Regions from separate parts of the Zea mays genome. Here region 2 is linked to region 1. The links are chromatin contacts, called in public Hi-C maps. All regions are on one chromosome and are shown on one strand. Each heading gives the region's core, a stretch centred on a gene start, on an enhancer-like site or on the middle of the called end of the contact. The rest is flanking DNA. Distances are from core to core; before and after follow the strand shown. Region 1 holds the start of LOC100285655. Region 2 holds the start of LOC100283360 (UBA and UBX domain-containing protein).

The links. Hi-C and Micro-C count contacts between places; a contact is called where the count stands out from the background.
Region 2: a contact with region 1 is called in a Hi-C map of leaf, with 9 times the contacts expected there. The contact joins the promoter of LOC100283360 here to the promoter of LOC100285655 in region 1. A contact is called at or near these places in 3 of 25 Hi-C or Micro-C datasets (ear, leaf and tassel).

Annotation. Positions count from the first base shown.
Region 1 is chr2:42,342,867-42,347,355 of Zm-B73-REFERENCE-NAM-5.0, forward strand. It overlaps LOC100285655, which reads left to right and starts at 1,966. Exons shown (of 1, transcript NM_001291638.2): 1 at 1,966-3,496. The coding sequence starts at 2,192. The coding sequence ends at 3,196. It also overlaps a transcript of LOC100381656 not described here.
Region 2 is chr2:42,624,240-42,628,728 of Zm-B73-REFERENCE-NAM-5.0, forward strand. It overlaps LOC100283360 (UBA and UBX domain-containing protein), which reads right to left and starts at 2,085. Exons shown (of 4, transcript NM_001156261.2): 1 at 1,770-2,085; 2 at 1-18. The coding sequence starts at 1,942.

The DNA of each region.
Region 1 (4,489 bases), core at 716-3,215:
CGGAGTTCGTCGTCTTTCGGGGCTGAGCCCGAGTCCGAGCCCTGGGGTCGGGCGAAGCGGAGTTCGTCGTCTTCCGGGGCTGAGCCCGAGTCCGAGCCCTGGGGTCGGGCGAAGCGGAGTTCGTCGTCTTCCGGGGCTGAGCCCGAGTCCAAGCCCTGGGGTCGGGCGAGGCGGAGTTCGTCGTCTTCCGGGGCTGAGCCCGAGTCCGAGCCCTAGGGTCGGGCGAGGCGGAGTTCGTCGTCTTCCGGGGCTGAGCCCGAGTCCGAGCCCTGGGGTCGGGCGAAGCGGAGTTCTTCGTCTTCCGGGGCTGAGCCCGAGTCCGAGCCCTGGGGTCGGGCGAAGCGGAGTTCTTCGTCTTCCGGGGCTGAGCCCGAGTCCGAGCCCTGGGGTCGGGCGAAGCGGAGTTCGTCGTCTTCCGGGGCTGAGCCCGAGTCCGAGCCCTGGGGTCGGGCGAAGCGGAGTTTCCTATGGCGCCTGAGGCTGGACTTGGCTGCTGTCAGCCTCACTCTGTTGAGTGGCACAGCAGTCAGGGCAGCGCAGGCGGCGCTGTCCTCTTGTCAGGCCGGTCAGTGGAGCGGCGAAGTGACTACGGTCACTTCGGCTCTGTCAACTGGAGGGTGCGCGTCATGATAAAGGTGTCAGGCCACTTTTGCATTAAATGCCCCTGCGATTTGGTCGGTTGGCGTGGCGATTTGGCCAAGGTTGATTCTTGGTGAAGACTGGGCCTCGGGCGAGTCAAAGGTGTGTCCGTTGCTGGAGGGGGTCCTCGGGCGAGACGTAGATCCTCCGGGGTCGGCTGCCCTTGCCCGAGGCTGGGCTCGGGCGAGGCGTGATCGCGTCCCTCGAATGGACCGATCCTTGACTTAGTCGCACCCATTAGACCTTTGCAGCTTTGTGCTGATGAGGGTTACCAGCTGAGATTTAGGAGTCTTGAGAGTACCCCTAATTATGGTCTCCGACAAATTCTACAAATTCGATCCATGCCATTATCTACGCTCCACCACCGACATGTGATAGCACGGCCCGCCGCTGTCACTCTCCAAGCGTGCGAGTGCGTGGGGCATGCACGCCCCGACCATCTCCTTCCATGCGAGGGTGAGGAACAGTTTTCACCGCCACGGCATGCACGAGTAGGTCCCCAATGAGGATATTCTTGTATTTTCAGGTGAGTCCTGTACGCGTGGAGCGTAGATAATGGTATGAGCCAAATTTTTAGAATTAATAATGACAACCACTGGGTATCACAAATTATAATGACATTTTTAAAATCCTCGATTTTGATAATGACATATATCTGAAAAACCCCAACAAATTTTGGTGGGGATGTTTCTGAAACATCCGACGACTTATATGACACATTTAATATTTTAATATAGTATATACAAAGAATTTTAAACTAATTTGTTTCACGTTATTTAGAATATTATGAAGTATAAGAATAAAATTTTATATAGTTTTTTGTGTGCATTATTTTCTCCTTACAACAAAAAATGAAAAAAAAATCTGAGTCCGTATTCAGATAGTTATCCAAATTCTATATCAATTATTTTAAAAATATATAATAAATTTGTTGTTTACTTTTTATAAATATTAATAGACTAAATGTTAAAAATAAGAATATAAATTTACATAGCAGATTATATTTGTTATTTGTTTGTAATCGAAAAAAGTCTAAAAATTTAATATCCGAATCTATCTCTGAAATTTGGTTGTGCACTAGTACAAGGCAAAATTCAGTGCTGCTGCCGCCCTGTCCCGTGCCCTTTGTTTCTCCTGGAATGGGAATAACTCCATCTGAAATTACTACACCTGCGTAGAGCGAGAGCGATAGGACAGAACTGTGGTTTGCTCAACTCAAATCACAACTGATGCCATGAGCGCATCTTAAACCTGGCGCTAGGGACCATTGCGCCAAGCGACACTGTACTACTACCTAATCTACCGCAGGGCAGCTAAGGAAAACAAATGCAAACAAACGCAAAACATCCGTCCGTCGCTCCGGCAGAGGAGGATCTCGATACGAGCACTACAACCCACCTAATCCACTCTCCAGTCTCCAGTCTCCACCACCTTTCCCTTCCTCTCCCCTCCCCACCCCAAATCGAGGCCAGCCAGGGGCACCGCCACCATCACTTCACCGCCGCCGTCGACTTCACTCTCTCTCACTCCCAAACCAAGCTACCTTCCGCCCATGGGCCCACCGCCGCGCCGCCGCCAACTCCTGCTGTCTCTCGCGCTGCTCGCCACCGCGGCCGCCTGCTGCGCGGCGGGGGCGGCGCCCAGGCTGTCGCCCAACTACTACCGCCGCAGCTGCCCGCGCGTGGAGCGGATCGTGTCGGACGCCGTCGCCGCCAAGCAGCGCGCCAACCCGTCCACGGCGGCGGGCACGCTGCGGCTCTTCTTCCACGACTGCTTCGTCAACGGCTGCGACGCCTCGGTGCTGGTCTCGCCGCTCTCCTCCTCCGGCGCCGCGCCGGAGCGCGCCGCGGAGATCAACCTCTCCCTGCCCGGGGACGCCTTCGACGCCGTGGCCCGCGCCAAGGCGGCGCTGGAGGCCGAGTGCCCGGGCGTCGTCTCCTGCGCCGACGCGCTGGCGCTGGCGGCGCGCGACCTCGTGGCCGCCCTGGGCGGGCCCCGGTTCCCCGTCGCGCTGGGCCGCCGCGACTCCCGCCGCTCCGACGCGCGCGACGTCGAGGGCAACCTGCCCCGCACCAACATGTCGGCGCGAGCCATGGTGCGCCTCTTCGCCCGCAAGGGCCTCTCGCCCCGGGAGATGGTGGCGCTGGCCGGCGCCCACACCGTCGGCTTCTCCCACTGCGCCGAGTTCGCGCCCCGCATCTACGGCTACCGGGGCGCCAGCCACGACCCGCGGCTCAACCCGGAGTTCGCGCGCGCGCTGCAGCGCTCCTGCGCGGGATACCGCACCGACCCCACCGTCTCCATCTTCAACGACATCGTCACGCCCCGGGACTTCGACGAGACCTACTACAAGAACCTGCCCCACGGCCTCGGCCTGCTCGCCTCCGACGCCGCCATCTGGGAGTACCCGCCCACCAGGGTCTTCGCCCAGCGCTACGCCGCCAACCGCACCGCCTTCTTCGAGGACTTCGCCGCCGCGATGCAGAGGCTCGGCGCCGTCGGCGTCAAGACGGGGCGCCAGGGCGTCGTCAGGCGCCGCTGCGACGCGCTCGACTGAGTGTCGCGATGCTTGTTGTGCCATTGGGTCGGTCGATCGTTGTAAGGCTTCGAATTCGATTACGGGATATGAGAGGCTCTTCTTTCTCTGTACTTGGAAAATGGGGCGTGAGTGGTAACTAAAGTGATGAACTGAGGGCAAGCTAATTCTAAATTGCATGTCAATTGCAATAGGGTTACATTAAGACTCAGGCTGGGCAACCGTGGATGACAATTGCTGAAACCTCACACCATGAGATGATGAGACTAGAGATGTTAATGGCCCTGATTCCTCACGGGAAAATTCTTAGAAACACATGGATGTAAACGTAGAAAAAAATCTCCCCCAACAGATAAACGGAGACAAAAAAAACATTCTCCTGTTTCCTGCGGGGACATAATAAACTTACATATAACGATACGTGATATTTTTATGTAATAATTAATGATAAAAATAAATAATTATTATATCAAAAGGTCACTCATTACAACTATGTTTATTTTAATGAACACACAATGATTTTTTTATATTTAACAATGTTTATAAGTGACAATGTTTTACATTAATATTATATTAATTGAATCTTAATTATAATTTAAGTGGTGACAGGGATTCTCGGTGGGGATTTCTTCCTATAGGGATAGAGAAGAAACGTCTCCATAAACATTTGTGAGAATTCAGTGGAAAGTTTTTGTTGTGGGGACGAAAATCGAAAGCTAAAACTCGACTGAGAATTTCTACTTGAAATCTCTAGATGAGAATGACCAGGGACGCTTGTTCGCAAGGGCGGACCCCACTGGTATTTAACTGAATACCAAATATTTTAAAAAACAGTATATACATAAAAATCAATAAGGAATTATGTTGATTTAGACTAAAATTTCTCTTCTCCTACCTCCTCCTAGCCGGCCCAATAGATTGTGTGCATGCGTGGCCCATTAGTCTCAACTGAGCGTGTGAGCAAAAGAAGGCCCAATAGATTGTGTCCAATTAGTTTCCGTGCCCGATTTGTCTCGCTAGCTCAGCAGAGTATCTCTTCCTCCCTTTCCTGTTTAAAAGAATCCTAAGAAAAAAAGCGACCCAGGGGCCACAATGAAATTAATTTGATGACCAACGACTAATTCGCCGTTGCGAGCTTACCATCAGTTCACAATGACATCTGAGAGGCGGCAAGCCTTTCTTTCGGTTAGAGCAATAAGATCTTATGTAAAGTATCGTCGCCTTGTGATTTCTGACACAAGAACTGAATGGATCATCAATTCCCAAGCCAACTATCAATGGGTACACCAAGCATATGGCGTATCGTCCCATTTC
Region 2 (4,489 bases), core at 835-3,334, 280 kb after region 1:
TCTTGAACAAGCATTCCACTGGACATTACAAAGATAAATATCAAATTACTCATGCAACAAACAAAAAGGCACAAGGTCAAGTTACAAACTTAAATCCCCTATAAATTTGTGGAGATTCTCTGTAAAGCCAAATATTGAGCTAAACGATCAGGAGATCATGTCCATGTTTTGCATAAAATCTAGATGAAATAAAGCGCGGTCCAAAAAATGGAACAAGATGCCTTCGAAAATAAGGCAAGTAATGGACCGTAAAGCTACAACATATTTCCTTGTCATTCAAAGTAAAAAAAAAAACACTTTTACGCGGAGTATTAACTATGAACATTACTTTCTATTCGATAGCCCTTCATTTCATAGTCAATCTGAAGCCAAAAATAAGCTCACAAGTTGTTGTTCCTCTTGGGATTTGCCTTCCTTTTTACTCCCACATAAGAACCCTCCTCCAGCAATACACCTAAGAGTGCCAACCAGATCAAAAATACCGTCAACGGTATCAGATTCTAGCAACACACCTATGAGTTATTGAACCTTGACTTGTGGCTTTTGTTGGGTTTCAACTCGAGCCTTCCAACTTGCTTGGGACTAACTAACATGCTTTGTTGTTGTTGTCGTTGTTGTTATGACGGTACCTGATTCTAGCACCAGGCCTATGGTGCATCCAAGGAATGAGCTGTAGTCAGCGCCTTTCTCGAATAGACAATTCGTCATACACATTTCGTCATCTCGTATCCCGCCCGAGGGACCCTTCCCCAATTGTCCTGGCATTTCTAGTTCGGATAACCAAGGCACAAGAGGAAACACTCTCGAGCAAGGCCTAAAAGCACACACTCGAACTGGCATCTGATATACCCAAAGCCATTCTAGCAATGCCAGAGGAATGACGTGCTTTTCTTCCATATAATTGTATTTGTGCGCAAGCTACACCAAAATTTAAATAACAAGCAATATGTCCCATAAATACATATTTCCTCTGTTGCGTGATTTAATCATGCTACTAACTATACTAACTGCATCAGATGCTTATTACTCCTCACACAAAGCACAATGCAATTTAAGAGCAATAAGGATAAGAACATTATGGGTTAAAGATAATAATATTTGAATGGCACGTCTTCATGTGACCAAATTTGCATCGTCATGATTTGAGGTGTATGTACAATTTAATGCACCAAAGGGCTTGGACAATTCTCCGTTCAATTTCAGTCAGCATATGTGCCCCAAGTTTGAACTCAATTGTTTTTATTCTGTAGCAGTTGTATTAATTTAGCATTGTCAGTTCAATGCAGAAACAGCTCTAGTTCAGATCACTCGCAATTTCACATGATACGTGTGCGGAGAAAGAAATATCCTGTGGTCCAAAATCTATAAGCAGGCTCACTTCCCAAAGCACGCCAAGGGTAGGCTAACAGTGCATAGTTCTTCTGAAGAATAAAAAACAGACAAATTTTTTATAAGTTGCAACTTGGGAGCATGAGACGGTACTGCTATCGCTCATACCACATCTACAGAAGTCACGGTTGCCCTATATAGCACAGCTCACATGGAAAACAAAGTCAAATCCGCGCAAAAGTAACACACGAAAGACCGTAAAGTTCAGAGGATCAGAGACTTCATCCTGAAGGCTGAAGCCGCTTATCACTCTAACCAGACGACCTAACTAGACCACAAAACTAGGAGGCAGCGGTTACGATGCCCGTACGCACGATCGCAGGAAAATCCCAGCAAAGTCAATCAGGAAACACAGGCCCCCGAGAGAGGCTGAGATATACCTCTTCTCGCCGCCGGTGTAGTACTCCTGGGGCTCGTCGTCATCGCTGCTGCCGCCTCCGGCACCTGGGAAACCGGCAGGGCCACGGTTTATGTCGGCGAGCGTGCGGATGGTGGGCCCCCCGCGGCCGCCGGCGGGCGCCGGCTTCTTCCCGCTGTTGGAGGAGGAGCTCATCGCCAACGATGTGGGGGATCGCGGTCGCGGCGAAGGGGTAGGGTTTGGTAATTTGGTCTTGGCTTGGCGTCGCGTCGCGTCTTGTCACTCAGCGAGTCGAGCCGCTTCCGCTGTGGTGTGTCGAGACTCGAGAGAAAGAGAGAGACTCGCGAAGGCGCGAGGGTCGTGAGTCGTGACATATGGGAGCGGGTATATTAGGAATTGTGATCCGCAGATAATACATATAATTATTTAAAATATTGATTTTATTATTTTATTCTATAAACAATATTATTTATAAAGTCAATTTTAAGATAGAAAAGATATCACACGTTTGCATATAGTCGTTATCCGACTCGAGATAGAATATGCCAAACCGTCGTAGAAGGTCGGTCGTGCAGAAGCGCGGTGAACGCCATGAATTAACCGTGGGGTGTCGGTGTTAAAAATCCTAGACCCACGGGTCATAAGAAATAAGAACATTCTAAAAAGTCACAGTCGATCTTACGAGAAAATCTCCGTCTCGTCCGAAGGCCGAACCCTAGGGTAAGACTGAATCTCTCAAAGGTCGGACGAAATGGAAACAAACAGGGGTTGGGTGAATCGAACAAAAGGCCCAGGGGTCAGATGAAGTGCGCATAGCCCGAGATGCAGCCATACCACAATTAACTGCTCAGTACCTAGTCTCCACTACCGCAACAGTTACCGCGACGTGGCCCGAGGACTAGTCCAGTGCGCTAATAGAAAACAGATCTATGCATGCTCTTTCCAATGGCTATTTGAGAGTTTGGGGCTATAAATATACACCAAAACGAGCCCCCTTAACACACCAATTCACACAAGATCATAGGCTTTCATTCCAAGCATCAGTGATGCACATTAAAGTGATCCAAGTGCCAGTATTTGCGAGAGAGAGCTTTGGTTCAGTTTTGTGCCTGTATTCTTCGATATTTTGGTGTTGTGATTGTGCTCTTGTGTGTGCTTTCTTTCTCCCTCTTGCATTCATTGGATATCAAGCTCCCATCAACTTGTGTATGGCTAGCAAGATACTCTGATCTATGGAGATCTCTGTACGGAAACTGATATAAGAGAAAATTGTGGTCTCAAGTTTGATCTTTATATCACTTGAGAAGGGTTGGGTGCAACTCTCGTCCTTTGGGACACCACAACGGGGACGTAAGCTCTTCAAAGTTGAACCTCGGTAAATGTTGGTACTTGATTTCAATCCCCTGAAGGTATCGAAGATCAAGGCAACACAAGTTAAATATTGTGACCTTCGTCCTTTGGTTTAACACTTCTTCGAAGTGTTGGTGCGAAGGATGAAGGTCTTCAAAAGAAAATGTGAATGAAACAATATGAAAAGACAATGTAAAGCGTTGTGTGAAACTCATCTCATGTGCTTTAGCATTTTTATTCAATCTTCCTTTATGTCAAATGAGTTTACAAGCATACCTTCGGCTCCTTAACACAAGGTGACACGAAGGTTCTTCGAAGTCTAAGCAACACGAAGCTTTGGCCCTTAAAAAGGTACCTTATACATGACAATGTTCATCTATTTATAGGAAAGACAAATCACTTTTATACAAAAATTACAATCATACCCCTCAAGGCTTTACACACATTATTTATAAATTACATCAGGGCAACATTGTATTTTCTCCTTTCTCCGCAGCGCAGATCCTGGCCTTCGTCGCATGAAAGCTTCTTCGTACAAGGCTCAATATTACAAAGGAAGGAGGTGAAGTCAAAAGATGGAGAACCTGTTACACTAGCTTTTGGTTTTATGGAACAATCTTCATACAAGGCTCCTTCGGTTGGATGGCATAGGTTGATAAAGGAAAAGTGTAATGAGATATGTGTAAATTATCTTACTAGGGAGCACGAAGATATGTCATCTATCTTTGGAAGCCGGGGGAAGCTTTAGCTCAATAGAGTCATGAATGTCATTAGTTTTGAGTACCCAGACTATGAAGATCCAGCTATTAACACTAAAACTGTGGAAAAGGAAAAGGGTTTCTAAAGGTATCAGGAAAGCTTCGAAGAAAAACTACAGATGTGGCTACAAAGGATGATGAGTCAGAGGGCGGCAAAGAGCCATCTTCGGGCCCCGAAAAGAAGAAAACCAAGACTCCTTCGAAAAATCTGTCGATGCGCAATTGCAAGCGAAAGGGAGTACTACTACTACCTCTTCTATGGGCTGCACACGAATTCTTGAGGTAATGACGCAACCATTACCATTCTCCCCTTTAAGTCCCTTAGGACCGACACTGACTCGGTTTGTGTCAACCATGAAGGGGACGAACGAAGAAGGCCACTGTAAGGAAAATGGACCCCAAGCAATTTGGCTCAATAGGTATTTGAAAGGGAAATAGGGTTAACCTTTTCCTAGTATTAATTTTGGTGATTGAATGCCCAACACAAATATTGGACTAACTAGTTTGCTCTAGAGTATATGATCTACAGGTGCATAAAGGTTCAACACAAACCAATAAAAGATTGAAGAAAGGGTTCAAATACAAAGGAGCAAGAAACCGAGTGTGCCCTGGTCTAGCACACCGGACTGTCCGG